3 separate regions of the Mus musculus genome follow, and all the other regions are linked to region 2. Evidence: chromatin contacts called from public Hi-C and capture Hi-C data. All regions are on one chromosome and are shown on one strand. Each heading gives the region's core, a stretch centred on a gene start, on an enhancer-like site or on the middle of the called end of the contact. The rest is flanking DNA. Distances are from core to core; before and after follow the strand shown.

Evidence for each region. A called contact is a pair of places that touch in the nucleus more often than the background predicts. Capture Hi-C pulls out chosen DNA fragments and counts their contacts.
Region 1: a contact with region 2 is called in a capture Hi-C map of bone marrow-derived macrophages, with 13 times the contacts expected there. The contact joins two enhancer-like sites. A contact is called at or near these places in 2 of 484 Hi-C or Micro-C datasets (the HPC-7 cell line and bone marrow-derived macrophages), 4 of 115 datasets of contacts at active chromatin or transcription factors (acute myeloid leukemia, bone marrow-derived macrophages and microglia) and 1 of 9 other capture datasets (bone marrow-derived macrophages).
Region 3: a contact with region 2 is called in a Hi-C map of bone marrow-derived macrophages, with 21 read pairs. The contact joins two enhancer-like sites. A contact is called at or near these places in 1 of 484 Hi-C or Micro-C datasets (bone marrow-derived macrophages), 4 of 115 datasets of contacts at active chromatin or transcription factors (bone marrow-derived macrophages and microglia) and 1 of 9 other capture datasets (bone marrow-derived macrophages).

What each region holds. Positions count from the first base shown.
Region 1 is chr5:3,493,101-3,495,887 of GRCm38.p6, forward strand. All of the region lies in intron 5 of Cdk6 (cyclin-dependent kinase 6), which reads left to right. Among named protein-coding and RNA genes, the nearest start is that of Fam133b, 49 kb to the right of the region's middle. Within about 2 kb of position 1,426, at least 161 of the 459 cell types and tissues checked have an H3K27ac peak or open chromatin away from gene starts, as enhancers often do. A contact at or near this core is called in the HPC-7 cell line, acute myeloid leukemia, bone marrow-derived macrophages and 1 more, where this site is marked.
Region 2 is chr5:3,197,037-3,199,927 of GRCm38.p6, forward strand. No RefSeq gene overlaps it. Among named protein-coding and RNA genes, the nearest start is that of Gm36548, 72 kb to the right of the region's middle. Within about 2 kb of position 1,610, at least 99 of the 459 cell types and tissues checked have an H3K27ac peak or open chromatin away from gene starts, as enhancers often do. A contact at or near this core is called in the HPC-7 cell line, acute myeloid leukemia, bone marrow-derived macrophages and 1 more, where this site is marked.
Region 3 is chr5:3,515,639-3,518,338 of GRCm38.p6, forward strand. The region is part of intron 6 of Cdk6 (cyclin-dependent kinase 6); the gene reads left to right. Among named protein-coding and RNA genes, the nearest start is that of Fam133b, 27 kb to the right of the region's middle. Within about 2 kb of position 1,298, at least 79 of the 459 cell types and tissues checked have an H3K27ac peak or open chromatin away from gene starts, as enhancers often do. A contact at or near this core is called in bone marrow-derived macrophages, where this site is marked.

The DNA.
Region 1 (2,787 bases), core at 176-2,675, 300 kb after region 2:
ACTGGTTTTTCCCCCTGTATTTAAGAGCAATGAATGGGAAAGTCCAAGCCTTAAAAGTAAAGAACCTCACTTATATTTATGATGTTTTCTACACAGTGAAGGGAAGCACCCTTTAGCAAGCACGTGAAGCCCACGCTGTCCTCGTAGGACAAAAGGGAAGACACCTCCTTTAATAACTGACTTCCTTTTTTTCTTTTAAAGATTTGTTTACTTATTTTATGTGAGTACACTGTTGCTCCCTTCAGACACACCAGAAGAGGGCCTCAGATCCCATTACAGACAGTTGTGAGCCACCATGTGGCTGCTGGAAATGGAACTCAGATCCTCTGGAAGAGGCATCAGTGCTCTTAACCACTGAGCCATCTCTCTAGCCCACTGACCGACTTTCTTTTACCCTACCTGGTCAGCCTGGCAGGGCAGGCATCATATTGGTCTTCCCGTTCTGGGTTCCCTTAAGTCAGCACCGTGAAGAACAAGGACATCCTGACCTGCCATGTACTGAAAAGGCAAAGAAAAAGACTTCTGAGTACTGTGTGGCCAACCCAATCTACTGCTCGGTGGACCAGGAGACGCTGGCTCCTCATTATCCTGTTACAACCAGCGAGTGAGAGTTACCTGGCCTTTAAAGCATGCTTATTGATGGTATTTGGCTCGTTGGTTTCTCCTTGAGTCAGGCTGAGTCTCCATTATGGAACAGTCCCCTGCAGCCCCGTGTGTTAGAACATTTGGTTCTCACCTGGTCTGCCTGTTCTGAGAGGTGGTGGGACTGTGACCTGGCTAACAGAAGTCATTCATTGAGGCTGGAGGCTTGCATCCTACCGAACACTCTGCCGATGTGAGAAGTAACAGACGCAGCCGTTCCTGTCCGCCTTCCTCACCGTGATGAGCTAGCTGCCTTCCCCGAAACCAGGAGCCAACATAAATCTCCCTCCAGGTTACCTTTCTGCCTCTGAGTTTGCCTATTGTGGTGATGAAAGTCACTGGCGCATGTTCACCAGCAGTCACCTGGCATTATCTGGAGGACACAGGACAGTGAGGCGGTGGTGTGAGCCAGCTTTGCAGCCTCCAGTCCCCTCTTGTATCACTTCCTACCTGGGTGACTGTGCCCAACCATCCCTCGACCTCAGTCTCAAGTATTAAAGCGAGAGCACTCAAGCGTAAATCCCACACAGTGGTGCAAAACGGCACTCATGCAGCATTTGGCTTTCTCTTCTGGATTTATATACTCAGTATCGGTGATTATGTTGTCTGTGTTGCTACACCATCATCTAGAGCAGGATAGCATTATCATTGCTAACATCAGGCATGAGAAGAATTCGAAGTCAAAAAGTCTTGGGCCCTGCAGCACTGAGATCCTAGACAGTACCCCAGTCCTAAGTATCAGACTTAAACTTGGGCCACAGCACACTAAACAGTGTGGCCGGGTGACTCATTAATGAAGTCATGCCTAGTCACTCTGGGGCTCTTCCTGGTCCTGCCCCATCTGCCCCACCACAGCTTCTGCAAAGGCCAGAGCCAAGCCTAGAATCTGGCAAGACACTGAGTACACAGATGAGGTCCAGAAAACCTATCTAATAAGACTCAGAAACCAGGTGGGACTGTTTGGGGCAGAGGCCCACAGACTGCTGGGCAAGGTGTTAGGGGCTTCTTGCCTTGAAACCCTGTTGCCACAGCACTTCACAGAGTGGCGAGCATAATCCCCAAGGCCATTGTAGACTCTTGTTCTGAGCCACAGGAAGAAATGCCTCACATTTAGCTTGTAGGGGAACTCCGAACAGTCAGCAAGAATTTCTTCTGAGAAGGACAGAAATGACTATCTCCCTGCCATTCAGTGTCTTCAGCCTTCTGAGACGGGAGCAAGCACACGTTTGTCTATGAGACCAAGGAGCACAGAATGTGCTAGAACTGTGTCATGCCTACAGCTGTGTCTCTGGCTGACTGGCTTCAGTCAGGAAAAGACCAATGGTTGTCTGTGGACCGTCACTAGACACTGCCTTCCAAACTGATTGATGAGACAGCTGTGCCCTGTCCCGTCTCAAATGGAACTCCGTGCAGAGATCCCTTTTATTCTCATATTTCTGAAGCATGTTGAACCAGAAAGCTGCATTTGAAAAAATAATAACAATATAAGTTGGGTGTGGTAACACATGCCCGTAATCTTAGCACTTGGAGGGAGGAAGCAGGAGCAGTAGAAGCACAACTTCAATGCCATCTTTGGCTAACTGGCTTGTTTGAGAGCAGCATGGGATACTTGACATCTAGCCTCAGGAACAGCCTTTAAAAGTACCTCATAATGTGTATATTATATATGTTATTTTATGTAAGGTTGTTTTTGATTATGTGTGTAGGGTGTATGCACCTGAATGCTGATACCTACAGGAGAAAGAGGCATCTGGCCCCCTCAGAACCGGAGTTATAGTCTTCTGTGAGCTTCTGTGGGTACTGTGAGCATGACACACTCTTAAGGACTGAGCCATCTCTCCAACCTGAGGTTGACTTTAATTACATGCATTGCATACTCTCATTTGACAGCGACAATGTGGTTATTATAGAACATTTTAAAAATACAGGCCTAGAGTGTTCTTTTTTGTACCAGAAAGTAAAGACAAAATTTTGCAAATGTCACAGGTTTTAACTTGAAGGAGTGGGTACATACCTCTGAGGTATTTTGGATATCAAACTACATAATTATATTAAACAATTATAAGCCATCAAATAAGATCAAGTTTATACTGATGTAAAGAAATGGAAGATAAGTCACTGTGTTAGGGTAGAAGAGATGATGGT
Region 2 (2,891 bases), core at 360-2,859:
AGACTTTCTTATCACACTGCCACAGAAACAAACAAAGTCCAGTCAAACTCTCGAGACTTCACCTCTGCCATCAAAAAAAAAAAAAAAAAAATTCCAGGAATAGACACTGCTCTAGAATTTGATACCATAACACTTCCCAGAATCTCTGTTCAAGTCTGCAAGCTAGCTCAACTCCGCTTTAGTCTTCGGTCTTTACTGTTGGGTTATTTTAGCCATTTGAAGTTCCTATAATGGCTTGTACTGCCCTTGATCATCTTTGGTCCTGCCCGCTGGTGGACCTCTGGTGTCTCCTATATCAAATGGTCTAACTAGTCCCAAACCCAAAGGAGTTAGCATCATCTAGAAGTCAGGGGGTCCCTTAGGAGAAAGAACCCAAAGGTAAAGACGACAAGCCAAGACAGATATAATTCCTTCTTTTCTGTCTTTTGAGGTCTCCATAACCCACTGTTACTCCACTGAGACTGGGAGAAAACACCAGATGGGAATGCACACGTGTAGTTCCCAAAATTGAAGGTCGTTTCACAAAGGACATGCATGTGCTATTAAAAGTGGCATGGTCTCAGGTTAAAGATGTAGCTCAGTGTTAAAGAACTTACCTATCATGTGCAAAGTCTTAAGTTTGATGTGGTCGGGGTGGATCTCAAAGCTCAAAGGCATCCTCATGTAAAAGGTGGCTGTGGATACTACAGACTGCCAGTTAGGATCCTCTCCTTGTACTTATTGGCTTAGTTTGTACGCGGGATTCATGTAGGTGTATTACCTATGTATTAGTTTCTGAATCAGTCAAGTGTTGGCTTTGACAGCTACAATAACATGCATTATCACAATGGTCTAACCCAGTTAGAGAATATTCTTTCTTATGCAGGGAGTAGGGGAGTTGGGTAAAAGTACTTCAGATCTGTGTGCTGCAAATAAGATGTCATTAGAGACATCTGTCCGCACAACTGTCCCTAGAACCTTGCTTTATAGCTTATGATGGAGATCGGGAATCTGTCTGCTTGTCCTTTAGGGACTAGGCCCAACATACTAGGTAAAGGACAGACAGACATAATCAGACCTCCACGATGGTCGGGGTCCTCTCAACCAAGAGCCTGAAGGCTACAGGAATATACCTGAGCTTGTTGGGGGCGGGGGAGGCGTGGTGCCCGTGGGGATGGATGGGTCTGGACAGACCGGGAACATCTTGCCTGGAGAGTAGTTTCTCTGCTTGGAGACATCTGTGCCGAGTCATCACAAATGCTGCTTGGAAGGGGGTCTCTTTAAAAACAAACTGGAAGTCCTCTCTCCCCAAGCTGCAGGCTGAGAGCGCTCCTGCTCCTTGGCCTGTCAGAGACTCCCAGCCCTGCAGCCTGCAGACTTCCTGTGAAGCTAGTCAGGACAGAACTTCTTTCCTCCTGATCCTCTTCTCTGTCAGCTGTGGCTGCGGCAGTAAATCTTCAGAGAAGGCTCCTTTGGCAAGCTCTCTTCTGAACTCTGCCCTGCAGACCTTCGCAGGCACTTCTGCATTCTGCCCCATGATAATTCTCCCCCCTCTGAGACTGCTGTTTTTCTCACACTCAGGCAGGCCTCTCACTTTCCTTAACGAACTCTTTCTCTGGCCCCACTCCAAAGGGTGTGCTCCAGCAATCAAACACTTCCCCTTTTGTCTTATCACAACTCCAACAGGCCAGATAAGGTCAGGCAGAGGGAAGGGATGGCCGAGCGGGAGCAAGGAAGGAAGAGGTCTTCTAGCTAGGTTCAGTTGCTGTGAAGGCAGGTAAAGGAACACAGGGAAGAAGCTGACGCAACCTTCCCACCAGCATCTAGGACCCTTTATACGCAAGGGCACAGATCGCATAACCTCTCTCCATCCCTCGCAGCACTTCCACGGGAAGCTTCAGAACACTTAACCTACTTGGAAATAACTTTTGGTTGCTTTGAAAACAGTGGGATAGACTAAATCAGACACAAGATCCAGTATGGCACAGACAGCAGGGGATTAAATAGTTAATTTTTAGCAAACCTAAATAGAATTTCCATCATGTGCAGGCAGTCAGCTGCTATTGTGGGTCACCAAGACACAACGCACTATTTCTAGAGTTTGTGGAAAACATTAGGCAGCTCTAATAGAGTCAATGGCATTTCCTTCCTCTACTGAAACATGACTTCACTAAATCCCCGTTGAAAGTTTTTTTCCCCTCTTTCTAAACATTTCTCTCCATCTGCAGAGTAAGTCAATAAAAGAAGTTAAAAGTTAAAATGCCTAGTGAAATTTTATCAGGCATGAAATGGCATTCAAACCAGAGTTGCCACCCTGTCTTAGATGGGTGAAAATTGACCCAAACTTGGGGGCGGGGGAGGGGGGCGGGGGTGTATAACAGATTTCAGCTCTTGCAGCCACTGAGGGGAAAATCATTCCAAAGAGGCATTCCATGAAACCCAGGCTCTGTGAACAGTTGGGATTCTTGTACAAGGTACATCACTTCCAGAAACCTCTGAATTCTAGGAGGCCACCATTCTGTTCTCTTGGTGCCCTGACATGTTGCACTACACAGCCTTCATTTGTGTAGTGTGTCCCTATCGCATGAGACACTGCAGAGAGCAACCCTGAGAAGCTGTGTTACCTGTGGGTAACAGAGGGAAAATGCAGGAGACTCTGTTCATTATCTTAGAAAAGGGCTTTGGATGTTACATGTAGACCTAGAAAGGTTTTTTAAAATGGCTTTGTGGTTTTAAGTGTTTTGAGACAATTTTGCTACATAGCTCATGTTTACCTCCAACTCAAGATCCTCCTGCCTCAGCCTCCTGAACTGATTACCAGCATGCTCACTGTACTGGGGCTCCAGAAATACTGAACAAAAGAATGCAAACAGGGAAAAAGCATCCTTCTTTGCATAGGTTTAATAAATTAC
Region 3 (2,700 bases), core at 48-2,547, 320 kb after region 2:
AGAGTAGAGCTGTGTCACACGGGGCCCGGTCATGACGCGTAGCCTTGATGCTGTGCCCTGAATGCTTTCGTGTTGCCTGGGTGGGTCTTTGCTGCTTCTCCTTGCTTGAGCTCTGAGCTCCCACTCCATGGTACAGATGTGTTGGCTGCTTGAGGTCACATCAAATTTACTTCTCGTAAGAGATGGGACACTTGGTGGTGGCGTAGAACCCCAGCCTGTCCAAATCGACATCCTGTTCCCATTGAGGATAACCTGGAGTGGGTTTACTGCACCGTGCCCAGCTCCCAATTGCTAACTTAACCCTTTTCTTCGTTAACTTTCCCCCCTGAGCGATGGAAGGGACTCCAGTTTCTCCGTGCCGCCTGTCTCCAGCTCATGCATTGCTCCATCGCTCTCCGGTGATTTGCAAATTTCATTCATACCTGCATGTTTGTGCACGCTTTTCGTGTCACTAGAATGTAACTGGGCCTTCTCACAAGGCGTGCTGTGTGGCATCCTTTTGCTGAGTCCCACCCCAAGAAAGGGAAAATGGAAAGAGATAGGGTCCTGGCTAAAAATCACCACTGTTAACACTTTTATGAATCTCAAGCACAAGTACTTTTTATGGAATTTTAAATCTATAAGACCCCTTCCCTCTACCCGTGTCCAAATAGTGCCCCTACAGAATTTTCCTATTTAAATGTGATTGCCTCAAACCTGGAATCACCCCAAAGCTGAGGTTCTTTCAGGAACTGATCTGGTATGGTCTGGTGACTTCCCAGGTCCTAGGCAGTCACCAGCACCTCATCTCCTGGTGATACTGTAAAGTGGACACTTTGTCCACCTAGCCTTTTGTTAGGCTGCCTATGCATGGAAAGTTCCTGTCGCTAACCACTGGACTCTGAGACTGTGGAACGTGTCCTGTATGCATGTGATCTTCAAGAAGGACCCAGGAACATAAACTTTCTAGTATTACCCTGTTGCGTGAAAAGGTGATCTTGGTAGTGTGTGCCTGCTGGGCCCTGGAGGCCATCATCTGCTCTCCATTTCTTATGCCTGGTGGGATTCCTAGCCACCTCCAGCACCCAGTCTCTGGACCTGTGGCATTACGTGTACTGCCACAAAGCCAATGCAGTAGGACAGAAGGGACTTTTTGCTTGTTCCGTGGGAAAGCCTGCTTGACTTTTGGCCAAGGCCTGGCACTCCCACATAGCTAACAGAAGAGCAGCTGGAAAGCCTTGTATGTTTGGTGCCTTTAGATTATACTGGCTTTGTTTCATTTCTCTGAACAGTGCTCTCAACGGGAAAAGGACAATGCTGCACCCTAGTGTCACTGCTAACCCACTTCATTATTTCCACCACAGCCATTTTACAGTCTGTGCCCTGTAGTTCTTCCCCGTGTAAACAGTGAACGGTTACAGATTCTATCCAACCGTCCAAATAGAGAATTATGATGCAGGCCTTATCGAATGAACCTGTCATGATTTCATTATGCTCATTAAGGGCCATGACAGTCCTTATTGGACAGGAAGCTGATTTTTTTTTTCCTAAGGAAAGTCATAGTCTCAGACTCTTAACAAGGTAAGCTGTAGACACATTTCTACTTTCAGAGAGCATTGAGTGCTTCAGAAGGAAAGCAGTTAGGCCATGACATTTAGAGCGTTTTCTAAGACCAGTATCATAGTTAAGTGGAGGTATAAAAAAAAAGATGCTGAACATGGAGTGAGGAGAACCGAGGCTGTCCGCACAGTGTGTGACCTGGGCAGGCATTCTCCTTCCTCATTTTGTCTTCCATCCCTACAGTGAGGTGGCACACCTGACCTATGTGTCTCTCACAGCTTTTTACAGGAGATGGAGAAGACAACAGGCTCTAAGTTTTATTCGTATGTATTTGTGTATGTGTGTATGTGTGTGATATGTATCCATGCATTAGGTGTGGTTAATATGTATTTACATATCAGACTGGCAGACAGACTGTTTCCCTGAAAGCGTCTGGCTTCTGACTGCTGTATTCATAAGGTTTCAAATCAGCAAGTATGTTCAAAGCTACTAATAACACTCAGGAGGCTGAGACAGGAGGATTTTCAGTTGGAGACCAGCCTGGGATACCTAGTGAAACACTATCTCAAAAGAAAAGATGCTGTCTGTCAATAAAGTGATTTAAAGTCTAAGCATGATTACAATCCGTTCCTAAGGGGCTGATAATGAGGATGTACTAAAGTCCTTGTACAAAAGGGCACACATTTCAAACTGTTTGTCAGCCATATCCCATACTACCCAAACCCATCCCCATGTTACTTTTCGTGATTATGACAACATTTTTACCCCTTCATTACCCACTATAGACCTGGCTATTGAGCACACTTATATGATGCCCAAGTCATGATTTTGCTCAATGATTCCAGGAAGTCTATCCATGAGTCTTTGTATGCCTGAGTAATGTAACTCTCTGCAGATGCCCAGTGGGGACAGAGTTAGTGTCTTGCCTCGGCACCCAGGGGCATGTGCGTGGGTGATGGCGAAGCTGCTCTTTCCAGGGAGGTCTGTGACCTGGGCTCTGTAAAGGGAAGGGAACAGTGATAAAGCCCTGTGACATTTACCTGTCACATTATATTATCCTGTGACATTTACCACCTCCTTTCCTAAAAGATGCTTGTGACCACGCTTTCTAGGCCTGCGCGTCAGGAAGTCAGAACAGAACCTTAATTCAGGCCAGCGCCA